2 separate regions of the Gasterosteus aculeatus genome follow, and region 2 is linked to region 1. The links are chromatin contacts, called in public Hi-C maps. All regions are on one chromosome and are shown on one strand. The core of a region is the stretch at or near the end of the contact, and the rest is flanking DNA. Distances in the headings are between cores, read along the strand shown. Region 1 overlaps LOC144410380 (a long non-coding RNA gene). Region 2 holds the start of rapgef6 (Rap guanine nucleotide exchange factor (GEF) 6).

Region 1 (7,608 bases), core at 2,160-4,659:
CGGGCAGTGACACCGCGTCTACTTTTTTTTTTTTTTTTTCAATAACCGCATCGAAGGAACGTTTGTGCTGAACATACAAGTATCTCAGCGTGTCAACATACAAAAGACTTCCTCATTCCACGAACCCTTAATAGAAAGAAATATTGACGGGCTGCCTTGTAACAAAGACGACGAGGAGATAATGACGCCGCCCGCAGCGCTTGGATCCGGGCGCTGTGACTGCAGGTGCTCCTGGCACGCATTCATCTCGCTTCCATCGAAGCGTCTTTTCTTTAGAATTCCTTTAGAATACCCTTTGTCCGATGTGATCTAAGACAAGCTGCCACAGGTTCGTCCTTGGAGTTCCAAGGCATCCAAACAGGCGGCCAACCTCTGCGTTTGAGAAGTGAACCGGATGAGCCATTGGCTTAAACCTGCATGCGTCCTCTCTCGTTTCGGGTGAAATAGACCACGGAGCCCAGCCTGCTTTAGGGCGAGGCCCCGGCCGTGTGTTTTGTATTACAAACCGAATGAATGCAAAGTTAAGTAAAAGTTCCCCCCCGCCTGAAAACTGCAAATTCAGCTCTCGATTATACTTTTTTCACTTCACGTTGCAAAAAAAAAAAAAGATGGCGGTTGCGACCAAAATGCAGAAGTACCGGCTTTGAAACCCAACGGCGACCTCACGATGGCAGAGCCCACGTCTCCCCATGCATCTGTCTGTCGTGGGGAGTTTCCTTTTGCAGTGTGAAGAGCTCTTTAGGGTGCAGTCATTACACAAAGATAAAGAAGAAGAAACAACAACAACAACAACATGACGACTCGCGGCGACACTCTGAACCCTCTGAAGGTTCTGCGCGCGCGTGGGTTTCGATCCCTGCGAGGTCAAACGCGATTCAGAGTTCACCTTTAGTTTACCTGTACAAAAGGCTCATCGAGGCTCCGGCTTGTGCCATAAAGCGGTGGACTTTCCGACCCGACATTCGCCGATGCAACAAAGTCACGTGTGCTTGTCTAGTATTGTGGTGCATTTGTGTTCATTTTGCTACAACTTGTCCAGACGTTCCGAACCGACCTGTCTCTCTGAGGACAAGAACCAAATCTAATCTGCCAGTATTTCCTCTCACTCGCAGTGAATCAGGCAGAAACTTGTGCTTTGCACGATTCAGTTGCCCTAAAGAAGAAAAAGAAGCTATTCATGAGAAAAGGGCAAACATAAGCGTAAAACGCCGCAGTTACAGTAACCTGCCGCTGCCAGGCGCCGCTGCCAGGAGCCACATAATTCATGCAGGGAGCGGTTCAAAACCCAGATTTGGATTTCCCACCTGAGGCCAGTTTCTAGGAAATGCCTCCTCAGCATCGGCTGCCACCAGCGCCCCCGTCAGGTCAGATGGTGGAACTGCAGGAGAACGCCTTCTCTAAATGAAAGTCACGTGATTTACTAGAATCAGGCCTCCAGTTTAGAGCAGAGCCTGACTCAGCAGTGCCTTTTATTGCAGCTTGGTTCTCTTATCTGCAGATAACACGCTCTCCGTGAGCGAGTGCATGAGCGGATCCCTTGATCTTGAAATGTGCACGGCAGATCTGCCAGGAGGTTTGGACCTTAAACCCAAGGAATAGTGACATCATGTTGGGGGTGTAATAACAAAGGCAGGGGCTTTTTTCCCAGTTTGTCACGCTGCAGCTGTGCAGCTTGAAAACAATCGTTTTGAGCAATTTTGTTTTTCATAAAGATTTTGAAAAAACGTCCTATTGAAACTCTCCACACTTTTGTGGGCTTCACCTTCCATGCATTGTGTAGCGCGCAGTTGATAAATAAACTGAGTTGGTGTGCAGGAACCACATTGTGTTTGTCAATCACACGTGGCACAACTAGAAATTAAAGGCGTCACATCCGACATTAGGACTATTTTTGTCGCCTCCGACGCCGGCGAGCAGCTGTGATGTGATGGGGAGTCGATGTCGAGGCAATTCTTCCACCCGCTTCGCCGCCGTTTTCATTCATTTGACTTGGAAAATAGATACAATCCACCAGGAAGGCGTCACAGCGAAAAGTAAGTTCCTGGTTTTAAACGAACCAGAGGACGAGATGAGCCACGTGCACAAACCAAGCGATGCACAGACAAACACGTGAATGCCTTTCTTTGTCGAAGCCATCCGTAACCATTCACGGTATGCTTCTCAACTGGTCGGCCGGCCTGCAGGCTCAGCCTCCGCTGGCCGGCTTCCCGCTCTCCGCTTCCCCCCCCCCACCTGCGACCGCACCCACGGGAGACGGCTCGGGCGCGCAGAGATGCCCGCAGTGAAGATTAACACATATTTTCATGTCAAAAAAACAAAACGAACGGCGTCTGTTTGTAGTCTTATCTGAAAATCATCCGATGCTTTAAGAGAAAATCCCGGGATGTTTTGGCGTTTTACTGTCTTAGGTCAGCTCTGCTGTGCCAGCGGGGTGGACGCTCACGTTTAGGAAGCCCCTGGTTCTGGTTCTGGGGGGGCAGTCTGCCTGGTATTCAGCCACATCCGCCCTGAACAAACTATCAATCACTTTTTCTTTGCAGCAGTTTGACAAGATCTCAACGTTAAACGCCCAACGGGGGGTTTAAGAGGCTGGTGGATAGCCGCACACTCGTAGCCACGATGCTAAAGATGGTCTTCTGTAGGTGAGGGAAAGGAAAAGCTGCACGGGCAATAAAAACGGGCCTAGACAGATTACAACCGCCGCGCTCTTTGCACGTTGTAAAAATGAGGAAGGGTTTGATCGAGGAAACTGTGGAGGACAGAGTCTACGTATGGAAAACACAGCAGGTGGAATATAGAATGCAGCCACAAAGCACGAGGTGATCAATCATAGATACGATTTAAGGAAAAAAAACGCATACTTCTGTTTTCAATAAGGTTCCTAAAAGGCGTCCAATGGCTGGAAGTAGTACCTCGGGTAGATGTCAAATATGCACATCGAGTATATTAGAAAAATCAAGAAAATATTATATCATATTATGTATTCCGTAGATTGTTGTTCTGCTCAATGACGTTTCAAGGCCTCCGATTCGACTCCTACTTTATTGTCCTTTTACCAGCCCTGTAAACAAATTAGTGTCACGTGACATTTACGAGAAGAAGCCGCAGAAAACGGCCTCGGGAATTTGACGTTTCTGTAAAAAAAATTAAAAAAAATTAAAAGTTGGATCAGACAGATAATAAAGTGGCAGCGCCGAGTCGCCACATGCTTTGTTGTCCCGTTGCCATGACAACACCGTGGCACCGAACTGTTTACTGGTTTGACCCGTTGGTTCAGCTAGTGTTTGTGTGCGTGTTTCTCTCTCTCTCTCTCTCTCTCTCTCTCTCTCCTACCCACACACAGTATCCAACCCTCCCCCGCGCACACAGACACACACACACACACACACGCGTGTGGAGTGGGCGGACACGCTGGCGGGATGGCATGCAGCCCACAACAGGGTTACGCATGAAGACCATCCAACCGCCAAGAGGGCTTCTCTCCCTGCAGGAAGTCACGTGACTTCTCACAGGCAAATGCAACCTGTTTACACTAAAGATTAAACCCTTTGCATGACTTGGGTCTCCAACACAAAGACTGAATAACAAGACATGAGTGCTGCGACCTCCTGACCTCCCTGCGAGTGGCGGTTCTGCTCTCTGTGTTCTGGTGTTTTGGGATTACGCGACGTTCCACGTCGGACAAAATGAGCCGAACTGCACCTCCTTAAATCATCCCCCAAAAAGGTCAAGGTCACTTTGTCAATGACGTACTTTTTAGAAGGTTCACACCTGTGCGCTAAATGAACTACAAAGAGTTTATGGAGCTGTAGGTTGTTTAGATTTAAAGTGGCTGTGGCTACTAAATAAGATCCACAGAAGAGGAAAACAGCAGTTCTGAAATAAGTGATTTCAGATGCCCCAAAACTGGACGTGGATCCCACCATTAGAGGTTTAATGTTAAACTAAAAACAGCCGTGGTGTTTCCAGTAAACCAGCCGACTAATAATCACCATGTGTCTATCTCTCTCTCTCTCTACACACCCACGTCCTCCCTCCTCTTCTGTCTCTCTATCTCTACCAGACACACACCCACAAATACTTGAGACAAAAATGCTTCTGTTCAATCTGTTTTGTCTGAGTCTTCGAACCGGCTCGAGTCACATGATTCACGTCGGCGTGGATGATCAAGTTATTATTCTACGGCTTTGTCTGGCTGTTTGTCGGCTGTGTTCACACTGAGTAAATAACACATCTGGCTTCTGCTTTCTATGCGCACGAGGAAGGCTGCATCAGTTTGAGGTCATACTTTTGTCATAGTTCTGTAAAGGGATCCAAACGTCACGTATCGGTGTTTATTTACACACAAACAAGCACAAGTGTTTTTTTTCCAAGTCAAAACACTAAAATAGTAATTTCACTGAGGAGGAAAAAAAAAAAAAAACAGTCGCCCACATCTCGTCTCTCTGGGACCGGCCACATCGCATCACGTGCGATGTCCTCCAGTCCGAGGCCCCATCTTCTGGAAGGCCGTATCCAGGCCTCCTTGTTTTAGTGAGGTTTAAACCCGCCTCATCCACAAAAAGCAGCTCATGACCCATGAGCCTCCGGCGCCATCACTCTCAATGCAGCACGGCAGCACCAATGATACCATAGCTTACTGCACATAGTCTGTTCTTCCAAAAGGGACTCTGTAGATTTGTTTCATTCGGATTCGGACACGACATAATACAGAAATGCTCACATTGTGTATGTTTTGTCATCCCTTTATTCCTTGTAGCCTTATGGAATTATTTGCACACACCATGTTGACTATATGGGTCTCTCGTTCTGCAGTGAACATTCTTCCTCTGCCCACGTCTGGACGTGAAGTAACAATGTTGTGTGTTGTTGTGTGTCTCATTAGATTCTGGCAGTGCTACTGAACCGCTTCTCATTTGGAGATGTCCTGAAGGTGCTACGGTGCAGCGGCTCAAGTAAGGGTTAGGGTTTGGGTTTGGGTTTGGGGGTTCTGGCCGGCTTCCCTCGGGGTCATTCGTTGATTACATGGTCCACCATGTAGCTCTGATGTCATCAGTAATTCCATTTCTCACTGTTGTGTTCAAAAATGAAGAAACGCTGGACGGACAGAGGTCATCGCTGGTCAAAAGGTTAAAATCAAATGTATTTAATAAAAGTCATGGTGTTAAAAAGAACATCTCAGCTGAGGAGCCGCTGGTCTCAGCGACCAACAGGCCCCAGGTCAGTCCTTTGACCATCCCTAGTGCCCGTCTGTTCCTCCACCAGCGAACTCCAGAACAATGGTTCCTACAGGTATTTATAACAATGCTTAAAGGTGTGAAAGGCAGTGTCCACACCTCTGGGAGTCTTCTGGTGAGTTCAATGTAACTCGGATTTTGAATGACCCTTAGTCAATATCAGTTGTTGTGCAAGTATTACATGCATGCATTCCAGTTGATCACATTACATCAAATACAATCATAACTACATTGGTATTATTCTAGTACAGTTGCAGATTTACAGTGGTTTTACAATATTGTCATTACTTTATTGATTACACAGTTTCAGAATCATGGCTGTATTCTGGTGTACACTATATGCCTTTTTAATAAATTTGATGAACCGGATCGTCAATTTGTTTCTAATATCCTACATTACTCTTCCTTCAAAGCAGAGTTTGTGCTTTTACTTTTGCAAACTCAGCGAGTGTTTTTGCTATAAGTATTAATAGTCTTAGAAATTGTGCTGTGACAATCACGGTCCGGGTTTAAGCGTAAGACGAGTAGAACCGTTGGACCTTGAGATTTATTGATCTAGTAGAAAGGAAAAGTATTATGAACGACTCTCTCAAACCGCCCGACGACATAAATCTGACCTGAGATTGCCGCATGCATCACTGAGATAAGACCTCCAACGGGTCGACTTCTGCTTCCTGCCTTTCTTTGCCTCCGTCTGAGGAAAGTCCACAACTTCCGCCAGCCGCCCGTCCCGCGGTGAGACGCGGGACCAGAGCGACGCGCGGCGAGGAGAATGACCAGCTCCACGTGGACGCGTGAAACCAGAAACCCCCCCAGTCACACCAACGAGAGCCTAATTCAGCTCTACAATCCTGAAATCATGTGATGACACAACTCCTTTGGTGAGTGACTTTGAGTCACGATGAAACCAATACGTAACTTTACGTCTTTTGGATGCGTTTGATCGTCAGCTGAGTCACGGCATCTCGTGAAGTCACGACATGTCGGGTCCTGTTATAAGGGGGACTGACTCTTAGGGATTAAAGCTGCGTCAATCATGTAACGCCAATTAGTCGTTTACCGTAAGCAAGCGGTTCTGGTTCCTCCACCTGCAGGCTCCACCATAATTAAACTGGAATGCAGTCGAGGGCGTTTGTTTTGACTTGCACTGGTGGAGGAGGTTTTCAGATGTATTAGTTAAATATTAAATATAGGGAACGGAATTGTGTGCAAGATGAGTACTAACCGCTGGAGCGGTGAGTTAGCGCATATATCCGGTTCATACGGCACCACTTTAGACAGACTCAATCCAAACCACTTTACGAGCTTTCACTAATCTCGTGGTTTGTGTGTTAAAGTAAGTGCGGTATGAAGTAGAAGTGCTCGCAGAGAATACTCATTATTTCGATTAGAGAGACTTTATTGTCTTGGAGACGTAGAGTGTCAGCTGTTCAGTCGCCTGGTGACGTTTCCTTACGGTTCCGGTCGGGTCGGGTGGTTTATAACACATTCTTCTGTCTGTGGGGTTCATCTATTGCCTCGGCACGCCGCGGCTCTCAGACGAGAGACGATGGCTGTGTCCACTTCCTGTCGGCGGGGTCAAACAGAGAGCGCTCGGAAGCGCTGCTGAGCGCGCTTCTTTCTCGGTGCCATCGGATGAACTGCTGCTGCTCGTTTAGCAGGAATAAAGGACGCCTTTAATCCACTGTGAACACGTTTCATTTTCCACTTAAAATATGTTTCCTTTGATTATATGCCACATGGGTTTTGTTAAGTTATGCTGTTTTCCATTTACTTTTATAAGACTTTATTTTCAGACCAAATGTTGAGCTAAAAAGATGAACTAAAATGAAACTACGACGAGATACGAGACGCCTTCTCAGGAGAAAACGGCGCCAACTATAAAGCTGCAGAGTCCTGCTGATCTTCGGTGTGCAGAGACGAGCGCGCGTCAAGTGCAAAGTTTACTCTCGCCAGATGGAAAGCACCAAACCTGTTTCTCCGCGCGCACACACGCATGTCTCTTTTGTGGGTTGTTTTGTTGTGTGTTTGCTGCCATCTCACCCACGCATGGCACATCGCTGTGGTTTTGGGCGTCTCAGCGCCACACCTCTTTTCTGAGGGATCATATTCCCCCGTAGTCACGGTAACAACCCATAACCTTTACAACATCTGATGCATTAAAAAGACGCCGCTGCGTGGATCATTGGTGTTTAATCGTTGGCTCCCAACATGTACTGAAACAACGCAACTTAATCGGTTGAACTTCAGTCAACAAACGAAACACGTGCTGGTTAAAAACACAGTGTTACTGGGATTTAATTAACAAGAAACGGATATAAAAGGAATGAGGGAATAACCCTGTGACAATGCAGGATTACACACAATAAAG
Region 2 (7,608 bases), core at 2,169-4,668, 76 kb after region 1:
AACCAAAACGACCAAGGCGGCGCCGGCGCTGCAGCGGGTGTCCAGTACGTGGACGGCGACCTGCCTGGAGGATTTCGGGGCGTATTCCAGCCAGCAGGAGCCAGTGGAGACCAGGACCACGGACCATGCGGACCGGTGGCAGGAGGCCGGCACCGGGGGCCGCTCACCGGACCCCGCGGGAGCCCCCCCGCACCGGGGTCTGGCAGGTCACGGCTTTCGTGGTGATCAGGGTCTGGCCGTCTGTTCGGGTAGCGGCGGAAAGGGGGGCAGTTTGTCGCAGGTCGAGAGGAGGTGCGGGTGCGGCTCCACGGACTTCTCCGACACCTGCTGCTGCGGGGGCTGTTCTGCCAAGCAGGGCGAGGGCCCCCCGTTGACGAGCCCCGGCCCCCAGGGCTGCGACGGCAAAGAGGACCAAAAGCGCAAGGCGGCGCCCGCCCACGAGTGGGAGATACCGCGCAACGAGAGCTCGGACAGCGCGCTGGGGGACAGCGAGAGCGAGGACACCGAGGACTGGCAGGAGGAGGTGCTGGTGCCGTTCCCTGGGTGAGCACAGGACGCACTTCCCCCCCACCCCCGCCCTCCTCTTCATCATTTCTAAACAGAAACCTTCCTCATGATTTGCAGGTCGAAGCTGGTGGAGAACTACTCGAAGCCGAGCATCGCAAACTTCGGCCGGTCTCTGTTCGGGGGCTACTGCCCCACATACGTGCCGGACTTCGTACTGCACGGGTTGCCTAGCGACGAAAAGCTGCGGCAGTGCCTCACGGCTGAGTTAACCCACGCTGTTCAGGTAAAGCACTGCCACGCCCCCCCCCCTCCCAACCTTTCCTTTTGCCCCCTCTTTGCATGCCTCTCATGCTGATCTGCCCCCCGCAGCACCCAGTGTTGGACGAGCCCATAGCCGAGGCCGTCTGCATCGTAGCAGACACAGACAGGTGGACGGTGCAGGTGGTGAGCAGCCAGAGACGGGCCATGGACCCCAACAAGCTGGGGAAGGAGGTGCTGGTGTCCTGCCTGGTGTCCAGCCTGCTGCAGTCCACCCACCAGCTCTACAAGCTCAACCTCTCGCCCAACTTTGTACGTGAGGCGTCTCGTCAGCGCACCGCCAACGCCGCCAACAGCCCCACTAACCTCTCCTCTCCTCCTCAGTGCATCATGCACCTGGAGGACCGGCTGCAGGAAATCTACTTCAAGAGTAAGATGCTCGCCGAGTACTTGAAGGGGCAGACGAGAGTGCACGTGAAGGAGCTGGGCATGGTGTTGGGGTAAGAAGGTCACTCGCTCTCCCCCCACAGGACCACAGGGGAACAGTGTGCAACCACACGCCACGTGCTGCACTGTGAGGGGGGGTAAATGCAGATGTATGTGTAACATAATACTTACTAAAAATGGCTCCTCCTTCTACAACCAGCAGGGGGCAGCAACAAATAATTCTACTAGTTAGAAAACAGGAGAGTAAACGATGCTCAATGTGCATCGTTAGCATAGTTAGCTTAGATGACGTGAACATGAGGTTAAAATCAGAAATGCCTAAATTCAAACTGAAAAAAAAACCCTTTAATCATGCAAGTGTATAAAGGTTTAGATACTCGGGGGCTACAGCTAAATACAAATGGATTAACAACATGATTCATTTATTTTTAAGTCCATTTCTTTGGTCTTGTTTGCAGAATCGAGTCCAGCGACCTCCCCCTGTTGGCGGCCGTGGCCAGCACCCACTCCCCCTACGTGGCCCAGATCCTGCTGTGAGCCCCCCCCCCCCCCCCCTCAACGTGCTGTAGTGCAGAGGTTGCATGGGGTGGAGGGTGGCTAACGGAACCAACCTCCTCCAGCTGCTTGAATGTTGAAAACAGAATCTCTGTTTTCTTTTCGGACCTAAAAACCAAAGACTTTCTCAGCGGTGAGGAGGAACCTTCAGGACGACAGCCGAGTTCCTGCTGCTGCTTCTCTTTGCTTTTCTCCTCTTTGTACAATCTTAAACACAAGGGACGGAGGTTCAAACCACTTGTGGGTGAATATCTCTGAGATCATCAATCTCTTGCCAGTTTTGTTATTTCTTATTTTCATGCATTTGTTTACGAGCCACATTTCTTAAAGGTCTCGTTTGGCGGTGGTTTTATTTGGGCTCAGAGGGGCTGTAACATTCTGACCACAGGTCCAGCTCTACCTCAGACGTCCTCACGGGCCGGTGACGTCACGACTTCCCGCTCTTTTAATCGGAGGACTCCATGCTGTGTTCTTCTCCCTCAAAACAAAAGGGAACGTTCGTCACAAATTCGGATCGTCGTCACGACAACATTTTTGCATCAGAACGCTTCAACGACCCAAATGCTGAAGTATTTTCACATTTTTATAGGCGCCTTTTTCTTACGATGTTCATGGCTTCAAGGGGGGAAACACGCCGCTGTGGGAGGAAATATAAATAAATATATATATAATATATATATATACTGGTTAACACTATTTTCACTCACGAAGATACTAAACTACAGCAGCGCACCTTTTTATCCTTTTTGTTTCCCAGCGACGCCGACGGAAGATTCTGTCTTTTTTTTTTTTTTCTTTTTTTTTTGTCTGAGTGCGATTTGATTCATTTGATTTGATTTGATTTGCTTTGGTAAAATTTATAACGACAAAGCTTGTTAAAGAACAAACACCTGTATTATTAAAAGAGTCCTTGCGAGGGCAGGTATCTTGGGGCCTGTATTTCTTCCTCTGAACCCCCCACATTCTGAGCCCGGTCTTAACAGATCTTCTGTCGGTGGAATCGATCCCAGACGCTGCGCATCAGCCATCACCTTTAGGGAATAAAGACTAAAGACTTTATACGTCCGCGTTGTGTTCGAGTAACTTATTTTGTGTGAAGCGGTTCATGTAAACTGTACATACTCCTGTTTACTTCATGTATTTGTACAGAATGTCTCCTCCAATTATCTTTTTTCTCAATTTTATGGGAATGTTGTGCAATAAAGATGGCGATTTTAAGAATCTTTTTTTCAGTGGATTTTTTTTCTTCTCTGTTTTTATTAAGTATGCAAAATTCAAAATACTCATAATAAAACATATATATATATAACATTTTTTTACAGATGTGTAAATAAATTCGCTTGTTTGGCTTGGTGAAACTTTGACTTTCACTGCTTCCACCATCTGGGTCACATATTTTACCCACTTTTTTTTTCTGTGTTCACTTCCCTCGAAGTGGCTCCACCCCTCTTCTGCGGCACGGGATGTAAAACAAAACGAACACACGCACGCAATAAAACGAAGGAGTGTCCTCCTGGCTGAAAGGGAGATATGAGGAGATATGAGACATGCTTCCTCTCCGTCAGGAGTCCCGACTCTTTACCTTCCAGAGACCTGCCATTAAAACCAGCGGTGGAGAAATCAAGACGCGGTTGGAGTTAGAACTGCTATTTCCTCGAAAGTCTTTGCAAATTTGTTTTAATGGTTTGATTCATTTTCATTCTGTGGCAGCGGACATTGAGGTGTCAGAAGTTAGAAAGAGGATCTACAATGCGTTAAAGGACTCCTCCAAAGCTCGTAAATTACACCACCCAAACCACTTCATTCCGTTGAAGCGACATATAACTTCAAAAAGAAAGGAAACGAGACGATATGTCTTACAAATAAAAATATTGAAAATATGTAGAAAAAAATATTTTGAATAAAATTGACACTTGCATTCTATTATGCTGATATAACTAAATTGATCAAGTGTATATTTCACTAAAGGAGGAAAACTTTGTAATAAATAATTCAGCTTTAAAAGAATTCTATTAATTTGTGTGTACATTTATATTGTTGACATTATTTTTTCTTTATTCAAAATAAGGGGTTAAGAAAAGGTTTAGTGTTCATCCGGCAATATTTGTGGCGATACAAATAAATCCAACCTTTTCAGTATTCCACCTTCCACTCGCCAGAGTCCCCTTATTTCGGACAGCACCTGAACGTGACGCGGTCGCCGTGAGACAGATGTCGTCACCGTCCGCTCCGCAGGGGGAGGGACCTAAAAAGAAATCTCAACTCCTGGATGTGACGGTCGCGCGCTACCGAGGACGTTCCGTTTGACCCAAAGATGTGCGGGCTCCAACTCTACACGTCCCGTGGATTTCACTTCCTGTCACGCTTTTAAGTGGCTTCTTCTTGTTTTTGTAGTAGTTTTCCAAAAAGTTTTCTCCTTTTGGTTCCTCTCCTTTTCCCCGGAGGGAAGAAGGAGATCCATCCATGCTCGGAGCCCGCAGCGCGGGGCTCGGAGCTCGGCTCGATCCGCGGCGGATGTGAGTTAGTTTTGGCCGCGATTAACAAATACAAAAACAGCGGCGATGCGGCGTTAAAGTAAGGAATACAATTTGAGGAAGAAGCCGGAGTGATGAAAATGACCGGAGCCATGGAAACTTCTTTCAAACTGGCTTTGAAGAAACCGCCCCCGCTGCGGAGCGCAGAGGTAAACAAAACGATCGCTTTCTCCTCCTCCTTCTTCTCATTAGCTTCGCTGTGCTAAAGTTAGCTGCCGCTTCGCTCCGCTGTCACTTCACTTTGACTTCAGTTAATTACCCTCAGTAAGACTTTACGTCACTTGCTAATGACGTTGAGCTAACCGGATAGTTTGTTTCCAACGTCGATGACGTCTCTGACTGAGCCTTGCAGGAGTGACACTTACTTAAAAATGTTTTAAGCTAAAGTTGAAGCGTCCAGCGCCAACTACATAAGCTGCTACCCAAACGGAGGTGCGGGGACCCAACTGGGTCGTTGAGAGACGCTTTCAGGGGTCAGCTTGTGGTCCATGACATGCTTACATTTTGAAAAAGGGTTTACTGCAATGCATTCTGGGTCAGGCAGCAGGCCGATTAAAACCAAACCAAACATCACACCGTGAACTCCCATCAGAGGACGTATTCCTAAACTCAGGAGGTAGTTTGTGTAACGCTTTAGCTCGAGGGAGGCCGGTTGATTTAAAATCACCACCTCTTCCTCCTCTCCCTCCTCTTCCTCACATGAAGCTGTGGAAAGCAGCCGGCTGGTCATCGCTGCATTGAGCTCCGTGCTGCCTGCTGGTCTCTGTCAGAGGACACAAAGAACAAAACAAGTTTTTAAAGAGCCTCCAGGTCCTTTTTTTAGACGCCGCGATCCTCTCGCGCCTCCACGCAGGCGTTTTGTTCCACTCGTGTACGACTCTGTGAAGTGGATCGCCGGCGCCGCGATAAAGTCACTAAATTTAGCTCCACCCGCCCACGTGCAGCGGAGGAGAGCTCCTCTATTTCTCTCTGTTTTCAGGGATGCTGAAAACACACGTTTGGAAAGGCGGTGAAGACAAACAAGCTGAAATGTTTCCATCACAGCGGCCTCGGGGACGATGGTGGAACCATTTAAGAATGGCCGCGGTGCTGTTCTCTATGGACCTGTGGATTCATGTTGAATTCAGCCTGTAACGTCATGGAGGATCGTAGTCGTCCTCCGGTGCAAAAACTGAAAAGGCTGTTTTAACAAAGTGCCTTGAAATTTCCCTTTTGGAGGCCCAGTGGAGTATGTTAACGTTCGGTAGGCGAGGCGACGGAGGGGCGAGGTGGAGAAGCGCAGCGCGGGAATCCGGCGTGGTGTTTTCACAGCCTCTGTGGCTGATGTGAACGTTTTTGACGTGCAGATGTTTGTGGCTTTGCTGGCTGATAACTCCACCCGCCCCCCCCCCCCCCCCCCCAGTGCCAGCCAGACACGCCGCGTTGCTGAAGGGAGGCCAAGTGCGTGTGCGTCTGCGTGTGTGTGTGTGCGCTCAATGCTAATCGGGTTAAAGTTGAAGTCATAAGGTGTCATGTTTTTGGAACTTTTCTCTAGTTTCAAGTGTTCTTCAACGCAACATGATGTTCATTTTTGGTAAACGATGGACCATTTAGAGACAAACCGACATAAAGCAGGGGAGGCTTTAGGGCGGGGCTTACTGTGATGGACAGGTTGTTACCAGCGTCTCTTCATCACTCCTCCACATTTCAAATACGATCACTTGTGTTCATTTGTTGCGGGAAAAAACAACAACAACGTAATCCAACATGGCTGAAATTTAACTCAAGGCTTCAAATCATCCGTCCACAAACCAACAGGTGTGGTTGTCATGACGACGTCCACTTGGATTATACTGCCTCTGTTCTATCGAGTTGTCTATATGTGTACATTCAGTTTGTGCTTTAGAGGCCGTGCCAGGGAGATTTCGTAACATTCATTTTGCATTTCAATTTTTTAAAATATGATTCTGAGCAGGATTTGCAGCCCCTCAAAAAATACATTGTTAAAACATGTTTAAAAGTGGCCATGTATGTTATATTACATCACTATCTTTGTGCCTCCGTGTTGCTTTTGTACAGCTACACGTCTGTGTGTGTTTGCAGGTGCGGATTAATGATTCACCCTCTCAGCAGCACAGCTGTTTGTGTCCTTCTACTTCCTGTGTTTTTCTCTCTTTTGGCCTAAAATATATGAAGCATTCATATTTCATCTTTGTCGGAGGTCATAATCCTGTGAAGGGAGGCTTCGTCCCACTGATCGATGGTTAGCGGGAAACCAGCGCTCCCAGTCGACAACTGGTCCTGGAGACTCACTGATATTTTCATGCATCCAATTATAAGCTCTTATTATCTTGTGCGTTTTGCGTTTCGCGCCACTTAAATCGAGGATGAAGGTGGCAGGACTCAAAGTACGCGATGTTTGTTTGGCGGTGTTTCAGAGTGTGTCGTGGCCCCCGGGGGCCTCGGGGATCGACAGCCGTCACCTGATTGGATCTCTTTGAAGTGAGCTACTTTTTAAAATAACCAAACGGGAAGTTTCACTATTTGACCGTCAGAGGATCCATGTTCAAAACCTCACAAACATGACCAGAGATGTATCCAAAATAAAAAAACGTCTTCATGCTAATTTTATTTTTCCCTCCGTAAAGTTTCAGTAAGTTCTGTCCGACGTAAAAACACACACACACACACACACACACACACACACACACACACACACACACACACACACGTATGCCCGGAACAACATCAACAAACTGCAAAATGAAACACAGGGGAGACTGTGTGAAACAGGGAAGGGGAAGCCCAGGCTGTGTGTGTGTGTGTGTGTGTGTGTGTGTGTGTGTGGCTGTGTGTGTTTGTGTGTGTGTGTTTTAAATGGGTGAATAAACACAGCCTTCCGTTGACCCTGGGCCCCTGAAAGCTTCCCTTGTGGAGCCAATGAAGGCACCATGTAACCGAAGGGCCCGTGGGCCGGAGACCAGACACGTGTTAGCATCTAGCATTAGCTGCACCACCCGGGCCTCTCCACCCGCTGGCTGCTGTTTGAACGTAAGCGCGTCTGCTCCTCCTGTGGTTTCCCTCGCTGCACAGCGGCCTCAGTGTTCCCGGTGTGCGTGCACGTTTGGCTGCTTGCGTGTGTGTGTGTGTGTGTGTGCGTGCTGCATTCCTCACAGGGCGGCGGGCGTGAACAGACGTATTTCGGCCCTGACCCGTTTGCTCTGTGAGGAATGCTGACGGATGCTGCAGGTGGAGGCGGCTTGTTTGGGTTGAGTCAGCCGGTGACGATCGGCGGCTCTCCTCTCGAGGACGAACACGGACGCACACT

What was found. Hi-C and Micro-C count contacts between places; a contact is called where the count stands out from the background.
Region 2: a contact with region 1 is called in a Hi-C map of skeletal muscle, with 2.6 times the contacts expected there. The contact joins the promoter of rapgef6 here to the enhancer-like site in region 1. A contact is called at or near these places in 2 of 6 Hi-C or Micro-C datasets (both in skeletal muscle).

Annotation. Positions count from the first base shown.
Region 1 is chr7:30,947,147-30,954,754 of fGasAcu3.hap1.1, forward strand. The region is part of intron 1 of LOC144410380 (a long non-coding RNA gene); the gene reads left to right. Among protein-coding and RNA genes, the nearest start is that of LOC144410380, 6.1 kb to the left of the region's middle. Within about 2 kb of position 3,410, at least 8 of the 9 cell types and tissues checked have open chromatin away from gene starts, as enhancers often do.
Region 2 is chr7:31,023,275-31,030,882 of fGasAcu3.hap1.1, forward strand. It overlaps rapgef6 (Rap guanine nucleotide exchange factor (GEF) 6), which reads left to right and starts at 3,419. Exons shown (of 30, transcript XM_078107003.1): 1 at 3,419-4,450. The coding sequence starts at 4,376. It overlaps fnip1 (folliculin interacting protein 1), which reads left to right. Exons shown (of 17, transcript XM_078107008.1): 13 at 1-543; 14 at 625-790; 15 at 877-1,077; 16 at 1,150-1,265; 17 at 1,671-2,988. The coding sequence ends at 1,749.